Regions from separate parts of the Hordeum vulgare genome. Here region 1 is linked to region 2. Evidence: chromatin contacts called from public Hi-C data. All regions are on one chromosome and are shown on one strand. Each heading gives the region's core, a stretch centred on a gene start, on an enhancer-like site or on the middle of the called end of the contact. The rest is flanking DNA. Distances are from core to core; before and after follow the strand shown.

Region 1 (4,895 bases), core at 1,180-3,679, 540 kb after region 2:
GACAACACATTGAACATGGTAAGCATGAAAGTTTATCGCCGCTGATCCCAACCAATCACGGCCAAAACAAGAGTTTTCAGATCTCACATTATATGAACCTAGGTGTTCCAAATATAATGTTGAGGACGGATCTTTCGGTAATTGCGTCAGCATTGTACTCCACATCAGGTCGAAATTACGCTAGAGGATAGGTGGGACATCTTCCCACCATAGACCATCTTCCTCCTCCAGATGCAGTAGTCAGCACTACCGAATCTGTCATCCTCCATGTACGGATAATTTTTCTGTTTTAACCATAGAGCAAAGAAAATGCAGAATTGACTTCGCTTTAAAAAAAAACAATCTAGCCTCTTTTTCTGACGCCAACATCCCTAACGTCTGGTTTGCATGCGAGACGCCAAGGTCCCTCACTTCTGGTATGGGATGGTATGACCGGTTGATCCGTTAAGTTTTTGATGTGGCATGGTACCAAACGCCAGGGACTCTGGCGTCTAGTCCAGGACCAGACGCCAAGGACCCTGGCGTCTCGTACCAAACGCCAAGGGTCCTGGCGTCTGGGTGGCGTGGCACACATTATTAAAAAAAGTGTGATCTGCTAACAAACGCCAGGGTCCATGACGTATGGTACCATGCCACGTCAGAAACTCAGCAGGTCAACCGATCACGTAGTCTCGTACCAGACGTCATGGTCCCTGGCGTTTCCAGTGCAACCCAGATGCCAGGAACATTGGCATCACGTAAAGAGGTCAGATTTGAAATTATTTTCAAACGGAGGTCAAAACTGTATTCTCTTTGTCCAAAAGGTTAAAACACAAAAAATTGCCTCCATGTACCGCCCCTCCTCCTTGGCCGTGGCGGCGGCACCCACCACGAGCACAGGCAAACCGTGCTTGCTACTCCTTCGGTTCTTAAATATAAACTTTTTTTATGATTTCACTAGGGATCTACATACGAAGTAAAATAAGTGAATCTACAATCTAAAATATGTTTATATACAACCGTATATGGTTTACTAGTGAAACGTCTAGAAAGATTTATATGCATGAACGGAGGGAGTACATCGGTAGGGTGAGCGGGAGGAGTAGTGGAGGTCTGTTGGGAGAAAATCGCCAATCCATAAAAAACAGATCGGGAGGTCTCTTTTCCTTCGCCATCCTCAAATGTCTATCTGAAATAAAGTGCTAACAACTACTCCATTTGTTTCATAATATAAAAGCGTTTTTGACACTGATGTTTTTTAAAAAACGTTCTTATATTATGAGACAAAGGGAGTAAAACAAAGATGACTGGGATTTTGATCTCCAACAAATGCAGGCAAAGAAGATTGTGGGCATAAGCACCCAATCACCTCACTCAAACAAAATCATGCATCTACTAACCCAGAGGACAAGTCTAACAAATCCAGCTAATCCTCTGGGGGAGGTGACGGGGACATGCATCGGGTGGCAATTAGATGGACAGCGACAGGGCTGACACCATGTGTGTTGAACTAATCATGCAGCTCTTGGATCTTCAGGCCCTGACTTGTCAAAATCCTTGGAATGGGAGTGAACAGTTTGCTTGCGTTGCAGGCCTCACATATCCTTCCTGAGGGGGACCGGGACCAATACATGTTATTGTTACCAACCACTCCCACATAACTCGCTATCCAATCACACTGCCCAATCTTGAGCAGCATATGAGCCAACACAAGATCCACACTTGAATTCTGAATCTCGTCAGGATTCATTGTTGGATCTGTAGGAAAAAAGATCCTGCCTTGCGGTTAATAAGTCTTCGCTTGCCCCTTTGGCAGTAAGAAAGTAACCAACCCTGTAAAAATGATGGGTTTTCTACTGCTTATTACTGTATTTCCTTCTGTTGTGGCACTGGCAATCAGTTGGGGACCTTTTTATACTCCTTTTCTTTTCATGTGATGCTAGGGCATATGTTCCGACTTTGCACGACAGTAATGAAAGATTATATCTATGAGCTGTGACAAGTGGCGATGATAATCTTAATCCAGTGCACATGAGAGTATGTGAGATCTAAAACATGACATGCCTAGCTGTCTGTTCACTGAACCCTATGATGTAGTGATCCACACACAAAAAAAAAACATTCTAATACACCAACAAAAGCTCCACAACCCCACTGAGAACACACCAGCAATCAAATAAACTTGAGACTAAAGAAACCCACACTTGTCGTAACATGAACAAGATCCGTCGTGCCATAAACATATCGATTCGTGCAATTCGACAACGGAAATCTTGCACGATGTAGCGTGGGAGGGGGCCGCACGTCGGATTATTGGTGCTGTAGATGAGAATATTAATAGCTGGGGCTTGTTATCTTGGTCCTATCCTTTTCTTGGCACTACCTACATAGGAGCATCTTTGGCTCCTTTATCATGCATGAACTCCATTGGCCTAACCGACTTGGGTTTGTTTGGCATGGCCACAAGGCCCCACCATGACAGTAGAACTAATGACAGGAGAGAATCTTAAATCCCCTCCCTCCCCTCCCTGCCTCACCAGATTTGATACATGCCAACCTGTTGCTTCTTAACAGAACCAAAAAGGTTTGGACCTTGGCCTAGAAGTAGCTAGCAAGAGAGATCTTCTTGGGGGAGAAAAGAGAGAGAGTGCCTTACCTTGTTCACAAGAGAAGAATTCAGAAACAGGACTCCTTGGCAGAGGTGAGCAAAGGTCTCTTGGTACTTCCTCCCTCTTTTCTTAGCTTGTTCATCCCCTATGGTTCTTGTATTGGAAGTTATGCAATTCAGCTAGCTTTCATGGGACATGATAATAATATCTTTAAAGTTTGCGAACCACGGTCCTTTGATTGGTCCTTCATTCTTTCTCTTCTTCATTTTTTGTAATTCCATGAGCAAAGGAAGGTGCTGATGCTCAGCCTTGAGAAAGTGCAATGGCATGTTTATGTTTGCCTTCCTCCTGTCGTTTTAGGGCGCTCTGATCTTTTCAGAGCTGACATCTGTGTTGAAACTGTTTACTAGTTTCTCTCGGGAAGCATAACGGCATGCAAGCACGTAGAGAAAGGAATGGAGATGCAGAATTATCTCACATCTTCTATAATTCTACCTCAAAGAATCAAATGGTACTACAGTTTAGAGCTGGTAGGTTTCTATTTGGGCAGGGATGGGTGTGAGAATTTCTGTCGATGTTCAATCGCCATGTTAAACTGAAATGAAAGGCTAATGGAGTTTGGGTTACTTTGCAAGGCACAGATAGGAAATCCTAAATAGTTTTGTAAATCAAGTATATTAGGAGCCAAAATTAGAATTGTGCAGGCATACCAACTTTAAGATCATCAGACCTAAAAATGCTCCTTACCACTGTTGCCTCCACGAACTCAAGATCTTAGCTGTCCTAATTGCCTGACCGACGTACACGGTTTATGTTACCTTCATATATATGATCTACACAGTTTCTGTTACCTTCATATATATGATATACGATACTCCCTCCGTTCACTTTTGTAAGACGTCTTAAATGTCTAAAACGTTTTACAAAAGTGAACAGAGGGAGTAGTATTCATGATATACGCCTTATTGCTCTAAAACTCTCAGCTAATTCACAAGGAAAATACCAAACTTTTATATAACATTTCTCGACAGAAAAAACAAGCTGGTCTCCCCCATGTTATTTCCCTGTAATAGACCAGTGCACATGGTCACAGATAAACTGATTAATGCGTTAGGTCACACACCACCATAGCATTTATTTATGCTTGCATAGGATACTCATTTACACAAGTATATAACTTATTAATTGGCAAAATGGCTAAGCTGGATACTCCTATCCTATGTGGAGAATAATAGAACTTGTACAGAGCTATAGAGAAGTACAATCATTCAGAAGCTACACATGAGAGTGTCCCCATCTCAAGGTAGGAGATAATTCACGACAAGCAGACACGTAACCAGCACATAAACAAAGCTCCAATTATTGCAATGCATATGCAGTGTCTTGCTATTGTTGGGAGAAAAACTTTTGGTGCTCATGTGTCAGGCTCTGATGAAACAGGTGAAGCTGATATTTCGTGTGGGTTGGTGAGAGATGGAGAAGAAACATATGAAGATGGCCATCCTGAGGCAAGAGCACATATTCAGACAACAGGTAAACCAATGTCTGGTTAGAAGTGGTGACATCTTCTATCTACTGTACATTAGTGGAAGTCTTGAACGGTCTGTTTTTCGTTGAAAGCAGGTTCACGAGCTGCATCGCGTATACGAGGTTCAGAAGCGACTGATGAAGGAGATGCAGGCTGTTAAGATGAGCCCAGCTCAGGCAAGAGAAGATACTCAAACAGAACAGATGCTGGATACAGATCGACCACAATGGTACGTCGACTCGGGCGAGAAGACCGCTCCTTTCATCGAGGACTTCAACCTGGAGCTGACACTGGCAACTGGGGGTGACACGAGGAAGCAAGAGATGACATCCAACTCTGAGTCTGGAGGAACAGTGACATCATCGACTTCTGCTGAATCAGAGTCAGGGCAGCAGCGATTCCCCGAGTCCAGTGTAAACCTGAGGTTTCAACATGAGAGCAAGAGGCATGATGATCAGCTCACGCAGTCTCCTTGGCTCTACCAATGTTTAAGTTTGAAGATGGCTTGATGGCTTAGCTACGGGTGGCTTGAGTGTCTACACAGAAGCATATGCATTATTATATGTACATCAGAAACTAATTCGTTGCAACCAGAGGAATGCCATCAATAGAAAGTCATCATTCACATCTACAAAAAAATACGACAAAAATATTTAAAAGAAACCAACGTCAAGAAAAAGTGAACGAACTGTGTAATCGTCTCCTTTCTGCATACAAGGGAGGGAGATGTACATAAGTATCTGCTAACAAAAGTTGCATTGTATGTAGAGATCTTCAAG
Region 2 (4,476 bases), core at 1,652-4,151:
TTTGCAGAACATCATGTTACAACAAAGTTGTGCAATGACTGCATGTCAACTCACTGTTTGCATAAGTATATTTAGAGATTTCAATACTACATACGAAACAAATATTTTTTTAACACGGTAAAAACGTAATTGTTTATATATACAGAAGATTTATAAAGTCAAATCGTCGATGAAAACATCATCTCCCAAAAAAACAAAATAATTGAACCTACACTCTAAAATAAATCTATACACCAGTATGTAATTCATATTAAAAACCTCTAAGAAGACTTGTATTTAGAAAAAAAGGTTGTAAGGAATTCACATTACAAAGTGAAATAAGAACATTACGCTAGACTTTATGGATTCGGTTTTCTTCAAATGACATCTCTTTCACCGACGGCAGTATCAATATCTGCCAAATTGACAGCCAATTGTTTAGACATACACAATTGGTATCAATCCGATGTAGGCGCATAGTTGCTATGAGATGAGGAAGAAAGAGGCATCAGAGATTCTGTTCGGCGTGTGCATGTCGACTCATTTTTTTTTAGGAAGCGTCCTTCATGCATCATTTTTTTATGGAGTGTATTCCATCCTGGCTTCGCTGGCTACACATATGCAACAACTGATTGAAATGAAATAAACTTATTCGTTAAGCTTACAAGTCCTTGGCACAATACTTCTACCAATCAATGACAGTGATAAGAGGAAAAACATATGCATCTCCGAATGATAAATGGCTTCCTCCAGGGGTAATTAACTCATGTTCAACAATTACATCATTAAGTATCCTTCAAAACATAAAGACACTCGGAGAGTACTGAGCAAACATTACTGGAATTAAAATTAAGCCTTCTATCAAGCGTTCCATTACTTCAACCCTGATTAGCATCACTTCAGGGTACCAGGACCAGGTGAATTAACGGTACTGCAACAAAACATAATCCAATAATTAGATCGCTAGTTCTGCACATCATATTTTGATACTGCATAATACAATAATTAGAAAATTACTGTATGTCTAACTACAAATTTTGATATACTAAATATTTTATTCTATAAGGCTAGATGTGGAAGACTCAACACTGCATATCAACGGTATCAAAGCTTGGCTATTATATCATTTGATGAATAATAATAACCCCACTTAAAAGTACACATTTCAGAAGTGACCAGGCCACAATACAACAGCATACCACTAATGAATTGTCGACTACAAAATTCAGCTTCAATGTAATAAAACAGCAGCAAAACTAATCACAAGAGAATAGAGAAATCTGCAAGAGCTAACCATGGAACTATGGAGTAAATCAATTTGTTAATCAAACATGCAAACTCAAATGGCAGCATTCTCATCTGGAAATGGTCTATGAAAAGGTATCGATCATCAAACTCTAGAAAGCAAATAAGGGATCACATATTTTAAAGGGACAACCATCTATCTAAAACTAATGCAACACCAAAACAATTATAAATCATAACTGACATTTGAAGCTGTTGACTAAAGGACTACATATACATAGGAAGAGAACCATGGCTGGCAAAATAATTACTCCATAGACCCATATTTGCTGTCTCTGAGTAAGACAATTAATATGGATAGGTATCAATCACCAAACTTTAGAAAGCAAATAAGGCATCACATATTTTAAAGGGAGAACCATCTATCTAAAACTAACGCAACACCAAAACAATTATAAATCATAACTGACATTTGAAGCTGTTGACTAAAGGACTACATATACATAGGAAGAGAACCATGGCTGGCAAAATAATTACTCTATAGACCCATATTTGTTGTCTCTGAGTAAGTATCGACAATTAATATGGATAGTAGAGAGTAGACAATTTCAGAATTCCTGATACATGATAACGGTTCTTGTTGTATACCTTGATGAAGCCAATGTCCTTGGCATTGCTGCGGAAACACTGCCTGCAGCACATCAGCCCATACTTCCTGATCAGTCCATGCGAGTTTCCACAGACCCGGCTGCCAGAAATAACAAATGTTGGGATAAGTACAATTACTCGTATGCATACTTGTTGAAGACAATAACATCAGGGATCGAATGGTACTCCAGAGAAGTGCTTGTGAAGTCAAACAAGCTAAGCTACGAGGAAATTCTTGCAGGATTTTTCTAGTTCTAGTGAAGCTAGTTGCACATCACAAGAAGCTTTGAATGGTTTCAGCAAGATATACGATAAGGAAACGCAAAAGCCCATACCCGACCACGGCTTTCAAAGTTGAGAAAAAAAAGATTTTAATCGCCCATTCCTCATGGGACTAAATCGCCGAGAATAAACAACAAAATACAACGTAGCAAGATGGATGCATATCATAGAAAGATTGACTCGAGTAAGTAGCAGCAGTCATCAAATGTGAAAAATCGCTGACCGATTAATCAGCACCTGACCAAACCTAGCACGGTTAAACATGAGACATATAAGCAAACGGGATTTTAATCGCCATATGAAGCACACCAAGAACGAATGATATGTCGCCAACTACAAGAAGAGCGAAGACAACCAATACAAAATCCAACACACAGATCCGGCCGAACAGTTGGTCTATATCTATCCGCTGGGCATTTTAAGGAGATGGAGGGGATCCAGGGGCCGGCAGAAGTATTACCAGACGCGGGAGCCGGGCCCATAGTTCTTGGGGTGGGAGTTCCAGACGTTGGAGTGCCCCATGGTCGCCGCCTGCGCCTTCGCCTTCGCCTGCCGCCGGCGGTTGGTAGGAGCGAGTGGGATGAGGAAGAGGTAGGTGGCGGCGGCGCGAGCGGGAGAGGCTTATATAGGGAGACGCCGCGGTAAACCCTAAAGGGCACGGGTTGGATTGGGCCCAGGGCAACACTTAGCCCCATATACGGGCCTAGAGGGCCACTTTTTGTGCCCAGCCCATCATGAGCATTTTGGCCTCAGATTTAATATATGCTGTATCTGCACGACTCGCTGTGGAAATCATCATCGGGAAAAAAGGATTTCATCGTCTCCTGCTCCTCCACTTCGCGTCCCTCGCCGACGATGTCTTCCGCCGCCGGAGCCGGAGAGCCCTCGTCTTCATCACGACCTGTCCGTGTGAACGACGCAGCCCCTACCTACCGTCTCTGTGTTGCTTCTTACTCCCCTGACGGCTGACGCGTCCTCCAATGTTTCGTCGTCGCAGGGGAAGGAGAGAGAGGAAGGTGCCGACGATAGCAACCGCAAGGTGGAGGATGAGGGAGATTTGGGCCTGGAACTCTATGGCGCCGAGGCGGGGTGGGTGGAGGCGCGGACCAGCTGCCCGCACCTCCTTGCCATGCCCGCCGCCAGCGCCGACGATCTCGCGCGCGTCCCCGCGCCTGATTCTCAGTGCTCTAGGTTTGTCCCATCCTCCTCCTCGAGTTTGCTTTCTCACGATCCTGGGCCTTACATGCGGATTGTTAGGGTTCTTTGCTGCGGTTTGATGCGCTCCGCGGACTAGATTTTTCTCTCCCTATTACTATTGGCCTCTTGGGTTCTAGTTCGGGGTGGCGCACTATTTGGCTCAATCCCTAGTTCCCAGACTTCAGTTATGGTGAAATATGACTAGATAACTTTAATTTACTAGGAAAAGAGATTGATACTTGATGACAATGCGATTGAGTTGTGACTCGAAAGTGTTATGGCAAGACATATGTACATGCATGGTTGAGATCACTGCTTTCATTAACGAAAGTGCCGAGTGGGATCAGATGTGAGTTGCCACCAAGGTTTGGTGACGAGAATATCATGCTCTATCCCATAGTATTCCAATGCTCTGCTCAAGTGCTGGGTGTGTAGTATGTCTGCAGGAAATAGTTGACAACTAGATGATTTTGAAATGAGCAGTTCTACTGCTGATTAGTTAGATTGGAATTCAAAGATCATTTTGTATTCGGTTAAATGCGGAGCATGGACCTCACATGAGGTCACTGGTTTAGCTAAAGAAATCAAGTCATGCCCATAGAGGACATGCTTGGATTTATGTAATTCTAAGCATTTATGCCAGATATGGAAGTGGTTCATTTCTTACCAAGTTCAGGATGTGACAAAAGTACCTTAATATTTATGAATGAGGGTTATTTGGATTACTAACTAGAAGTTTCACTTCATTATTTCTCCTTCACATTATTCTCACTGTATCAACATATGTCTCATGTTGTTGCATCAATTCTGGTATGCAATTCCTCTGTTTATTCACAATATTTTTAGTACTCAAATCACTTCCAAGTGACATAATGGAAATATGACTTTGGGATGTGATCTTTTCGTAGAAAGAGATGTTGGGTTTGCAAAATAGGATATCCTTTTATTAGGAAAATGTCATGGGGAGTGAGCTTGATTATCCCCTTCCTATGGTAGGTCCAACATATGGTTTTCTTGGTTGAATGATAGCTTAATGGCAAAGTTAGATTATTGGGATCTGTGGGTTTTGAAGATGCTATTGGGTACCTTCGACCAATGTTTGGCTGAAGGTTATCCTTAGTTGAA

The links. Hi-C and Micro-C count contacts between places; a contact is called where the count stands out from the background.
Region 1: a Hi-C map of leaf shows a contact between it and region 2, with 4 times the contacts expected there. The contact joins the promoter of LOC123395203 here to the promoter of LOC123451755 in region 2. A contact is called at or near these places in 4 of 6 Hi-C or Micro-C datasets (leaf, seedling and an unstated tissue) and 1 of 1 datasets of contacts at active chromatin or transcription factors (embryo).

The regions. Positions count from the first base shown.
Region 1 is chr5H:149,731,255-149,736,149 of MorexV3_pseudomolecules_assembly, forward strand. It overlaps LOC123395203, which reads left to right and starts at 2,430. Exons shown (of 3, transcript XM_045090149.1): 1 at 2,430-2,690; 2 at 4,029-4,121; 3 at 4,212-4,730. The coding sequence starts at 4,062. The coding sequence ends at 4,625. It overlaps LOC123395202 (PXMP2/4 family protein 4-like), which reads right to left. Exons shown (of 4, transcript XM_045090147.1): 4 at 4,449-4,535. The coding sequence ends at 4,500.
Region 2 is chr5H:149,193,929-149,198,404 of MorexV3_pseudomolecules_assembly, forward strand. It overlaps LOC123451755 (histone deacetylase 6), which reads left to right and starts at 2,902. Exons shown (of 4, transcript XM_045128287.1): 1 at 2,902-3,057; 2 at 3,152-3,345. The coding sequence starts at 2,917. LOC123451756 (40S ribosomal protein S29) reads right to left here and starts at 2,760. Exons shown (of 3, transcript XM_045128288.1): 1 at 2,615-2,760; 2 at 1,873-1,972; 3 at 707-910. The coding sequence starts at 2,676. The coding sequence ends at 902.